2 separate regions of the Anas platyrhynchos genome follow, and region 1 is linked to region 2. Evidence: chromatin contacts called from public Hi-C data. All regions are on one chromosome and are shown on one strand. Each heading gives the region's core, a stretch centred on a gene start, on an enhancer-like site or on the middle of the called end of the contact. The rest is flanking DNA. Distances are from core to core; before and after follow the strand shown. Region 1 holds the start of ACER3 (alkaline ceramidase 3). Region 2 overlaps ACER3 (alkaline ceramidase 3).

The links. Hi-C and Micro-C count contacts between places; a contact is called where the count stands out from the background.
Region 1: a contact with region 2 is called in a Hi-C map of F1 follicle, with 3 times the contacts expected there. The contact joins the promoter of ACER3 here to the enhancer-like site in region 2. A contact is called at or near these places in 3 of 8 Hi-C or Micro-C datasets (F1 follicle, F5 follicle and liver).

What each region holds. Positions count from the first base shown.
Region 1 is chr1:204,314,339-204,320,671 of IASCAAS_PekinDuck_T2T, forward strand. It overlaps ACER3 (alkaline ceramidase 3), which reads right to left and starts at 4,523. Exons shown (of 11, transcript XM_005024097.6): 1 at 4,247-4,523. The coding sequence starts at 4,349. It overlaps LOC106018451 (a long non-coding RNA gene), which reads left to right and starts at 3,783. Exons shown (of 4, transcript XR_011806584.1): 1 at 3,783-4,012; 2 at 4,855-5,034; 3 at 5,130-5,201; 4 at 5,565-6,239.
Region 2 is chr1:204,269,197-204,274,878 of IASCAAS_PekinDuck_T2T, forward strand. It overlaps ACER3 (alkaline ceramidase 3), which reads right to left. Exons shown (of 11, transcript XM_005024097.6): 9 at 5,574-5,678; 10 at 4,141-4,186; 11 at 1,390-3,917. The coding sequence ends at 3,864. Among named protein-coding and RNA genes, the nearest start is that of CAPN5, 16 kb to the left of the region's middle. Within about 2 kb of position 2,150, at least 2 of the 8 cell types and tissues checked have an H3K27ac peak or open chromatin away from gene starts, as enhancers often do. A contact at or near this core is called in F1 follicle and F5 follicle, where this site is marked.

The DNA of each region.
Region 1 (6,333 bases), core at 3,273-5,772, 48 kb after region 2:
CCATTTCCGTCTTCCAGACTGCGAGGCTGTGGCATTGTCTCCTTTTAAATCACACTTTAGAAATCATCAGTGTCACCATGTCTTTAAATAATTCAGCTGCAGCCAGGCAGCGGGGCTGATCACACCCAATTAATCCTCCCTTCTTCCTTCACCTGCCACTTTATTATTGAAAGGACAGGCAGAGCTCTTGTAAGCCCTTGAAGGCAGACACAGCTGGCTTTATTTCAGGTTTTTATTTGGGCTCACATGGATTGTACCTAGCTCAACAGTCTTCCTCCAAAGCCTGTGGAGAAGGAAGCAGGATGTCCACGAGGCCCAGGTGACAGCGGATGTGGCAGTCAACATCCAATCCTGATGACATTTTCTAACTTTCAGTAAGTTTAGCTAGTTGGTAAGCTCCAAAGCAACGATCCTCATGCAGAAACAGAGATCCAAGTATCTTTGTTGACAGCTCAGCTACTGTTTTTGTAACTTTGCTCGGAAAAGACAGTGGTATTTCTGTGTCACTGTTTACAACACTGGGAGTTCTCTCACGGCGCTGTGTCTCTCTCCCACCTAACCACACAAATAACAGCCATCTTACCCCTTGACTAGATCAGAAATAGGAAAGATTTACGAAACTCTAACAGAAGTGGCGAGAAACGTGGGCAGATTCTTATGATCTGCTTTTTTTTTCCCCTGAAATATGAGTTCCATAAGGCAAGGAAAGTTATGGAAATACGATAAACAAAAAGCAACAGGTTTGAGTGAGGATTACAAACCCCTAGGTACCACAGAGGGCTCTTTTCAGCTTAAATCATCTGTTTAAATCATGCTGCTCTCCACGTTTACAGCAATGGAAATCTACAAACATCGGGTCCGTCCACTTGTTGCCATGCACAGGATGAATGTTTCTCAGAAGGATGAACACAAAAAAAGATTAAATACTTATCACAGAGACATTCAAATCAAAACAGACCCCAAAAACTTAACACCACGTGGGCTAAACTGACCTGAAACATCACCCCCGCTAAAATACGTAACGATTTTGCCCTTAAACAGCAGGACTCACATCCTGTTGTTGAGGTGGGAGGGTGTTTTCCTTGCTTATTATTTGGAGCACAGAAGCTGGGGTAACTCAGCAGCCAGGCACTGGGAGGTGGAAAGGATTAGCTCAAAACAAATGCACCTGTACTGCGTGCCCTCCAGCACACGGGAGTCGATCCAAAGCTCCCGAGGAACCCTGATGAGTGAATTACTCCACCACGCAATAAATTTCATCAGTGAGGGATATGAGAGTCATTTTGGTGCTTAACACAGGTTGGCACGGTAATTCTTTACATCTGTTTTATTTTCCATTTCAACCTCTTTAATATCCTAAGGAAGGACACGGAGCAGTTAGTCATCCTCCTCCACGAGGCAGGAAAATTGGCAAAGTGCAGACCCAAGGCAAGAAAACGCATTTTTTTTGTTACTAAAAAAAAAAAAAAAAAAAAAGACTGTAAATATAAGTCATTGTGTTTGGAGAGAACGCAAATATGAAGTGCTATAGAAACAATGCTGCCCCACGTTACCTCACCTTCACATCTCTGGTTACACACAACCGATTAGCTGCCACCATTTAGTAATTCTTGAAGGAGTGAATGGCAAAGAACAGCACGTAGGCTTCTGGAACACAGCGTAGTAATTTTGGTACAAAATGTTAAATACCACATAGACTTAATTTGCTAACCAAGCTTTCAGTTTGACTCTTCAGCACACTTTAGAGATCTAAAGAAGATCTAAAGAAAACACAGTATTTGTTCTGGAACTACCAGTACCCTTCAAGCTTTGGGCCTCCAATAATTTCTTATAGATTATTGTTATAAATTATTTACAACAAGCATTCAAAGCAAAAATTTTAAGTATGCCACCAACTCAACTGGGTCATATCAAGACAGCAAGAGGTCAGAAACTGATTTTCACTATTCTGGAAGGTAAGTAACACAAGCTGCACGTTTTTAAAGCAGTATCTTCAACAGCAAGATCAAGAATTACCACAACGAGAACTTTGAGCGAGATAAGAAAAATATTTTTGTACTTTCTGGTTTGTTTACTCTCTGAATTTGAGTTTTTGCTAAAAGCAATGAAGCCATAAAGGCACAGCAACTGACAAAAGGCAGTTGGGTCACAGAGACCCCAAATATACTCTCAGCTCTTCTGTTGAAGCATCGAGACTTCAGGACAGCATCTCTCTGATCTTCTAAAATAATTAGCTTCAAATTACGTATTTCAGAATCAGTTGGGAAAGACCCTTCAGCTGCTTTACAAAAGACACGTTGCCAACCCACTTTTGCTGGCTAAGGCTTAATTTAATTACAGTGAATCCACATCCTCAAAAAACAAACACGTATTTCCTCTGACCCTCACAGTGCAGCTACAGAATTATTGCTGAATAAGATCTAAACCATTGTGACTTCTCCACTGACATCATCCGCTGTTAAGCCAGCCCTAAAATACGGCTGGTTTATTTACTGTTCTGCCTTTTAAATTTGGTCCATTTAAATGCTCTAAGTTTAGCACAGCTCTTATATGCAGTTGTTTCAGCACAATTGTGCTGAAAAAAAATGTGGTCCCAAACACTAACACCATCAGGAGGGACCAGACCTTCTATAATTGGTCCCTTTTTCTTCCAAACACACACCTTTCCACTTCCCACCATTAATCCCACCTTCTTTCTCCTGCATAATCCAGAAGCGGATGAAAAATACCAGTTCACGCATCCGACAGCCAGGAGATTATTTCCAAATTTACATGCTAGTCAAATTTATCCTCGCATGGGTGAAGGAGCAGCACTTCCTCTTCCCTATGCAGATTATCTCACAGGCTACTTTTCACCACAAGGAAAACACAAAAATACATACTCTGCAAAAGCATCAGTCTATTTAAGAACTTCCCACTTTGTCCCATTTTAGCGTATGAAGTTCCCTCTTGAGCAGCCATAAAACTACGCGCCAACTTCCCTTTCCCCCCCTGAGTTTCTATGTCGTTTGTGCTAGCGTTTTTCACTCTTTTCCCATTCCCACACTCTGCAACCTCTTTCACAACTATTTCTGGTGGTTCCTCACCCCTGCGTTTGTCACCAGGAGTCCCAGAGCCTTCCCTCCCCTGCCTGCCAAGCTCTTCCAAAGCACTGCAGAAGCATCCCAGCTATGTGAGAGGCATTCTCGGATTGCCTGCTCCAAGCACTTCAGGAGAGGAGAGCCTGTTTAATATTTTTTTTCCTAGGATCTTAATGCTTCAAAAGCAGCCTCTTACCATATAGGTGTGAAGGGTTTGTTTTGCAGGGCAGGGAGTCTGCCTGGTGGCAGCACTACAACTCCTGGTGGTAGTGCTACAATTACTACACCCTTTAAAGTCACAAGACACAAAAACACTGCATTTTTTGGCAAAATATCAGTGACAGAGGGCTTGACCCCTTACCCACTAACGCAACATACCGCGTCTCAAGAGCCATGCAGCCCTGATGGATGACCCTGGAGTTGAAGAACCTCCTTCTTTCTCTAAAGCACGCTTATACACGCACATATAAATCCCTGACTGCCCTGCATAACATAAGTTTGAGGTCAAAACAACAAACTGAAGGACTCCTGAGGTTCCTCAGGGCTGTTGTAACAGGTAAGGCCCACCACCTGCAGCAAAAGCAGCCCTGAGGAACTGGTGGAGAGCAAGGCGCCTGTCGGCTACAAGGACACCTTCTACCTCCCCAAACTATTTCGGTGTCATCCTGCAGAGCTGTGTGGCCTCATGGCACGGTGCCCCGAGTTATTTCCCAAAGAGGGAACCCTCTAGAAATGGGTCTGTGCTGTAAAACCAACTTTATTCCAGCACCAAGCCCCCCAACACCCACCTCACCCCTAAGATGTCTCCCCCTCCTCCTGCCCCACCGCTGCTCGGGGCGCAGCCTAAGGGGAGAGTTTTGGGACAGCGGGTGCCCAAACACCACAGTGAGCTGTGGGAGGAACCATTCAGACGGATATTTTGAGGCAAAAGGGTCAGGAAAAGAGAAAAAATCCCTGCTTCCACACAGCACGGCTGGCTGAGGGGCCTCCGGCCACCGCTACCCCGCCATCTAAAGGGGCTATGGAGGAAGATGGGGGGGGGGGAGAGAAATCCCTTCAGCGGGGCTTCGTGAGTGGGGCGAGGACCCCTCAAAACACCCGTGGGGATAGAGGAGAGGGGGAATAAGAGGGTGAAAAAGCCGGGGCTGGGGTCGGCGGCCACTCACAGAACTCGGCGATGTAGTAGGAGACGGCGTAGTTCTCCTCGCACCACTCCAGGGTGGAGGTCGGGGGGCCCCAATAACCCTCCCGGTCAGCGGCCGGGGCCATGGCGGTGACCGCTCCAGGCCACAGAGGAGCCGGGGAAAGGAGAAGGGAAGGAAAAGAAGGGAAGGAAAAGAGGGGAAGGAAGGTGGCCAGGGCCCGGAGCAAGGCGGCTGGAGGGCGGGAGCCGCCGCTGGGCCCGCCCGGCCGAAGGCGGAGCTGGAAGGGGGGGGGGGGGGGAGCGAGAATTAAAAAAAAAAGGGGGGAGAAAAATGGGGAGTTGTCATGGCGACCGGCCTGCCGAGCCGCCCTCTGAGGGGGGAAGCGTGGCGGCGAGGCAAATTTTGGGGTGGAAAAGGGAAATTTGGGGAAATGCTGAGGGGAAAAGGGCGGCTGGGCGCAGGCAGCGACATGGCCTCACTGCGCTGCTCCCTCCTCACCCCCCTCTGAGTCCCAGACATCCCCCGCAGGGTCACTGTGGTGACATAAAGGTGGTTTTCCCCCCGTTTTCTTCTTTATTATAAAAAATAAAGGCTCGTCATGTGCTGGTGTCTTGTTTTTAAACGAACAGGAGAGCGCTTCTCGTAGTCGTGGGCCGGGAGGAAGGAGGCAGAGAGGTTTTTTATAGCGCTGCCTACTACACGGGGGTTTTCTCTCAGCTGATGCCTTTATTTAGTTCCTCGCTCTTACTACGTGTACTATACTTACACCAGGAATATGCGAAGTGAATATGCAGAGTTCATTTCCAAAGGCAAATGCAAGCTAAAAAGAGAAAGTCTTGAAATGGGGGGGGAAAAAAACGCAAAACTGAAGGCCTGATAACGCTGCGTGCTTTTTGTGTTTCAGGGAAAGGTCCCAAGATGTAACGAGAAGCTTCAGGCAGACCTTGAGTGATCTACCCAGTTGTTACACCTACTGGTCAGTACAATTTATTCTATAAAAACACACAAACTCCTTTTGCCACGTTTTATTTCTTCTCGCTTCCCCTTCCGTGAGCTAAAAAAACCCTCCGGTCTAAATACTGACCTTTCCTAGTGTAAATGCAAGTGCTCCACAATACATGCATCTGTCCTGAAGAGTAACCTCCCTTCTTCGGTTCAACATGTATCCAAGTGCTTTCAACATCATGCAGAAACGCGTTTAACATTTTCTGTAATGATATAAAGCATTCAAAGCAAAATTAATCTTACTGTTTGCAATAATAAAATATTTAGACTGTCAAAACATCATCAAAATCGCTGTGCATTTTTTTTATGCAGACCTGTCTTTTTCTTTTTTCAGAACCAGATTATCTTCCCCATATTCAGACTTTTGAGATTGAGGTCTGGAAGAGCAGCAAGCCGTTTCAAAAGCAAAAACTGGTTGTGAATTTTGAGGAGGAATCTAGTCTGGTTGCTGCACAGTAGCTTTTTGGACTTTTGAATGTTCGTTTCTTATAGTAAGGAAGTTGCTAGGGCTCTGATCTATCTTTTCTTATCATGGTTAACCATATTAAGATTAAAAACTCTTAACAGGAAAATAACTCAAAGTTTGAAATTACAGTTCAGAAACTGAAGAAAGAAATATCCCCCTGACACAGCAGGAGCACAAAATGGGAACAAACAATATGTACCATATTCAGTTACAATTGGTTTTAAATAATTTAAAATATTGATGTTTGTTTCTGTTCTCATCTAATATGCATGCCGGACATGACAAGGTTTGTAATTGCAATAGGAAAAAGAAAGACAGACACAAAACTAGCTGTATAACTAGGAGGATAAATTAATGAAAGATTTTATGGGGTGGGCAATAACTACATGGATTGTTATTCTTTCTATTTTTTTCTAGGTAAGAGAGAGAAAGATAAGCTCAAATGTATAGCTAGCACTTAATTTGAATCATTGGGAAATTTTTACTTGTTTGATGTGTTTCGGTAGTATTCTCCATTTTAATAAACGTTTATTTCTGACTTACTCTGTGGTTTGGATCTCTGCTTTTGAACTCTGGCAAACCTTTCAGTTATTGCACTCAAAGAAGGATAGCATTTAAGAGACAGCCACGAACCATT
Region 2 (5,682 bases), core at 900-3,399:
GGGCTGAACACAGCCCAATAACAGATTAGAAGAGAATTAAAACTAATTACAGAACAGTATTTCCTATCACATCTCTTCCAAAGTCACGCCGAAGAAGTTGTACACGTTATTTTAGCTTGAAGTGTAACAACACAGTGCCAAAAAGGTTTCACTTCACCTGTCTGTACTGAAGTCCTCCTACTCACATCCCCTTCTAAACCAGACTCCTGGGAGCAGAGGCAGAGCAGACAGAGCAAAACCTCGGAGCCTGACAGTCACCAAACGAGTCAGGACATCTCTGCAGTGTGAGCAGGCAGCCACAGATCCACACAACACTGCTGCAAGCCTCAGGGGCCGCAGGCTGCTTGAGCACCTGCACTGTCAGGCAGGCATAATTAAGGGCACAGGCATTGAACAATACACCACAGAGGTAGATTGGCAAGTGACAGACTGCATAATCCAATTCTGACTACGGGGTAGTCTTCGAAACACTTGCTGGTAGCACAACTTCCTTGTGCTAAAAGGAAAAGCAACAGGATGAGGTCCGGAGATGACTAATACTGCGAGCCAGCTTCAAAAACCACCTCCAAAACGCAGACAAGATGCCTCCTGGTGGCAGATTTCTCTTTCTCACGTCTTCTCTTCAGAGCTGGATCCAGAGAACCTTGATTCCCGACATCAAGCATGGAGTTGATCTGTATTGGGAGAGTTATTTTGACATTTTTCTACTACTTGCAAGGAAGAAGTTCTCAGCTGCTGATCTGTGCCAAGCTGATGGTCTCAAGGCGATAATTTCCTGGTTCTTCATAGATGTTGAAGAACGGAGGAGTTTATCACTGTCATTACGTCTGTCCAACACCGCCTGTAGGATTCATTTTAAAGCCACCTGCTATTTCTGCAATCCCCTTTAAAGTAGCTGCTGTCTGAATCCTCCTCAAAAGACCAGGATCAAAGCTGACCCACCTTTTAAGTTGTAGTGCAAGAAAAGTTTGGGATATGCTGCTCTTAAGACTGTAGGGAAAAAAAAAAACTCAGCACGTAATACAAGTGATGGAAATAAAAAGCAGCCTAACAGACATCTAACAGGTGACAGTCGCGAAGACTTCTGTCTTTCCAGGCACTAGAAAAGTTATTCTGAGTTGCAGTGACACGAAGCTAGAACTGGCTTGCCGTTTTCAACATCACAATAAGGCAGTCAACCCAAAGCACCCATAATTTTAGATTACTTATGCTCAGAAGGATATGCATATAAATTACATTCTTCAGGGTCTAACAGAACCTGAAAGAAAGGCTACTGGGAGGGGGTGGCCCTCGGTCATTTGGAATGAAAGAAGAACACAATTTGCACAAGCTTTTAAGATAAAAACCATCCATGACAAAGGATATCTGAATGAAAAGCTAACAGCAGCATAAAATTAAGAGCTTTTCCATTTATTCTTTTTTTTTTTTTTAATCCTAACAATTCAACAGGACCAGAAAAAAAAACACTGTATACTTCCTTGTTCCAAGCGTGTGGGAGAATCCACAAATTTCTTTAAAATATGCCATTAGAGAGATGCCTCATCACTAAGAAAGTGGCTTTTTAGAAGACTGACTTCTGCAGTTATGAAAAAGTTAAAAGCAGAGCCCCCCAGATCCTCCAGAAACAAAACTAAGGGCAATAAAATACAGGTTTTGTTCGTTGCCTTAAAAATAATACCACGTCGAGCAGACGTCACTTGTGATTGCTGATGCATCTAGTTGCTGCACCGCTCCTTTTACAGGATGTTTTCCCTAATTTATGGGAGCATGTAAACATACTAAACAAGAAAATAAGATACAGGGTGCAGAAACACGCTTGAAAGAGCCTGGAGGTGAATAGGCAGGCACTTATTTTTAAGCTACGTTTTAGAAATGGCTCTCAAATCTCTTTACAACAAAAAAAAAGCCTGCTGGGTAATTACAGACACCTGGTCCAAACCAGCATTTTCCTCCCTCTGTGCTAGTTGTTCTTCGAACCTTTTGGTTTGAAGACCCCGAACTGGAGCCTACTGACAACAGATTTGTTTGAAAATTTCAAGAATTTTATAGTGGTTTGCTGATTACAGGTTGCAAATATACTGCTTTCAGCATGTGCTTAAACCTTGCTGAAGCCATTCAAGGTCTTGTTCCAGCCCTGAGTTTGGGTCTGCATGATCCCAGGAGTTCAGGGCCAGTCACCAGAACTAAAAGCAATGGCTTTGTTTGGAGACGTGCGCCAGCAGAGGTGCTACTGATGGACACTGAGGATGCAGCTAAGTCACAAGCAGGAAAAAAAATAAAGGGAAAAGACTATTTTAGTTATCACTGATTGTACAACACAGATTTCGGTCTCACTTCTTCCACTAGTCAGAGCAAGGAAGCTTACATTAGCCAGAATTTTGTGATCCTGGAGACAGCTTTATAGCTACCGAGCCATGCCTTGCTGCTGCGTGCAGGTTTTACATCAATACCTAACAGGAGTTCCAATCAGTCCGAGCATTTCCCTTTTTCCTTCACGGCAAGAAGGACAAATCCCTCAGAGCATCAGAAATTGCATAGCATGGCAGCCAGGAGGCCTGGAGACAAACTCCAGTCGTCGCCCCAAGATCTGGGGAGACAAAACAAGAGCCTCCAATATGAGGTATATTTCGAAAAACTGTTAGTTCCATGTTTTCTTTATGCTTACTGATGAACTTTGATCAGCTAAGTAGATAAGAGCTGCAGAAATCAGAGGGTTTGTACCCGATTAAGAGCCAAAGGTTGGTTTAAAAAAAGTATTCAACTTCAAAAAAAAAAAAAAAAGTGTGCTGGAAAGATTAAGAGCAAGCAATCAAAATACTGCCAATTATATTTTGGGAGTTCCTCAATGTAAATCTTGTTCTTTAACTCTTTCTTCATTATTTCTGAATACGAAGATGATTCTGAAAGTCAGACCAATATTTAAGACTCGTTAAATAGGAAAGGCATGAATTCAAAGCTGATCTAGCACACATATGTGGTGCTTGTCAACCTGTACTAAGAACGGAACACAGGGAATGAAAAGCAGGGAGAGAAAAGGAAGGCATGTAAATAATGAAACGTTTTAAAAAGTGTTTCTTGTGGTTATACAGTCATCCTGCAGTCTCCTGATGGATCACTGGTCAAACAAAACAGGATTTCTGTTCCCATACACAAACAAGAACCCTTATAATGCTTCACCACTGTAAATGTCTTCTCCTGGTCACACCCTGGAACATCCTCCAGGATGCACCCCAGCTGGACTAAAGAGAAAATGGAAACTTGGTACAAAATTACCTAAATGGCACATGTATCCCAACCTTTTCTGCTTAAAACTTAAACAGCAAAGGAGGCTGTGGAGAAGCAAGGCTAGAATAAAGCCAGAAATTAACCATTACAGACTTCATTAATTGTATAAAAGTGCAAGATTAAAGTAGTTCAGGTTAAGCATTCAGCTCACTATAGGCCACACAGATACTTAGCTTGGCCATCAATGACCTGTTTGTTTCTTTTTTTTATCATTCAGTTACTAATATTAGTTTAAACCACAGAAAGAACAACAACTGAATGAAAAACTTACTCAACCCACTCCAAAAATGGTTAGTTTTCTGTGACCAGCACGAAATATTAGCTCAGTATCATCAGCTATACAATATATACAGAAAAATATTGTGTCTTAAACTTTAACAACTTAGAATAAAGCTGTACTAAACGTTATCTCCCTAGCGTGCCAGCTCCTTGCTCTGCTCTGGCTGGCAGGCCTAGTAACACCGAGAAGTCCTTTGATAGCAACGATACTCGAACAGATCCATGATTTTGACAATCCAGCCATGGCAATTGTTGAATCGCTTTATTCAGGTGGTCGCGTGGGGCTGCCTGGGCCTCGGTCAGAGCTTCTTGGGTGGCTCCACGAGAAGAACAGGCCATATCCCGAACAGAAACTGTTAAAAGAAAAACACAAAGTGGAAAGATTTCTTGGAATACCACCTCTCCCAGAACAGAAAGCCAACTGTTAACAATATTTTAGCTGCTTTTCTCGGAATGCAACTAGAAATTGAAGACAATACCCTAAAGAGGCACAAAAAGCAAGCCTCAGCGCATGTTCAGGCCCAAGACACCTGAATGCTGCAGCTCATGAACAGACACAAAACACTGGTTGCTTACCTTCACCTTTGGCCTGTGTTTCAGGAAAAGTGTCCTTGTGTATAAACTGAGGGAAAGAAGGAGAGTGTGCTTGAAATTCGATGCATAAAACAGCATACAAAGTAATAATTATGTCCCGATCCCGGTTTTATTTTCCAGCTAGAAAATAATTGCCTCTGGGACTGCAGAACTACCCATTCTGCCTAAGTTTATGCAAAATAGGGGGTATTAGCCTACGGTGAATCCCACTGTGCTACATTTCTATTAGAAACTGACCTATACTACCACGTATGTGTCTAGTCGGAGAGAAACCAGAGAAGTAAATTCTCTCTGCTAAAAAAAAAAAAAAAAAAAAAGACTGAATAGGGGTTAGAGCCTGTCAGTTTGGAAGGGTGTAATTTCATCAGTGCATCACAAAATATAGCAGATATCAAAAATAATAATAAAAAAGCATGGCTGGGTTCTGTATCTCATTTCTGTTCTGACCTATCCTCTTTTTCTCAGCAGACCTGAGCCTGACCTCACTTTTTACATGGATGTTTCCCCAGGTACATAAGCAATGCCACAGTGTGGCTGAGAAAACACCAGGGAAATGATTGCAGAGATAGCACACGGTTCCTTGGGTTGGCACAGACATCAGGCATCTGTGCGTTCCCCAAGGAAAGAGAAAACAAATTGTTTCTCTGTGCAGCACGCTGGGAAAACTTTGGCTATGGTGTTCAAACTATGTGATCACGTTTTCTCAACTATGTAGAATGTACCTGCTAGAGATTCTCTTACAGTTAAGTGGTAAAAAATTATTTAGATATTGAACATACTACACACATCCTTCAGATTCCCTCTTGCATTCTGCTCTCATTCTTGCTTCCAGTAGATGGTGGTATAGAGCAAAAAAAAAAAAAAGACAAAAATCTGCTGGCTGCAGACTTGCTAATTTAGGCTCTTAAACATTTGAAGATTTCTTCTACAGCTAACATCCTGCACTTCTGGGAAGAGCTCTGCTCCAACCACTCCAGCTGTCACCCCCTCTGCACTACAGCATGATGCCTGCTTGTTTTCGGGAGTGACAGTGCTTATCAGAAAGACGAGTTACATTTCTAAAATTAAACCTTATTTAAACACTTGAGGATTGCTGCAGAAGAACAGAAAGATATTAATAGCTTTTATTTCTGAAATATATTGTCAAATCCTTTCGCAGTTTAACTGCTAGAGTTCCCATTTGTCAATTGCATTTTCCTGAAGAATCACGGCTATTTAAAGACTGCTGATTATATTTTGAAGAACATACATTACTTCTGCAGAGTTTACAGATCAGTTACAAAAAGGAAAGGAAAGCTCACACCGGTTAAGTAAGAAATTATTTGCCTGCTCTTCTGATCAATACATGTAGAAATAAATATGAACCTTGAAAACCTCCTAAAATATGATCAACCAGTTCAGAAAACATTTCCTACCTTAGCAGGATGTGAAGGTAAGAGCCCAGGCCTGTGAGAATATGCCACCATGCATGAAACTGTGTCACGGCTCCCACGACAGGAGGCATCTTCTCTCGTAGTGCCCTGG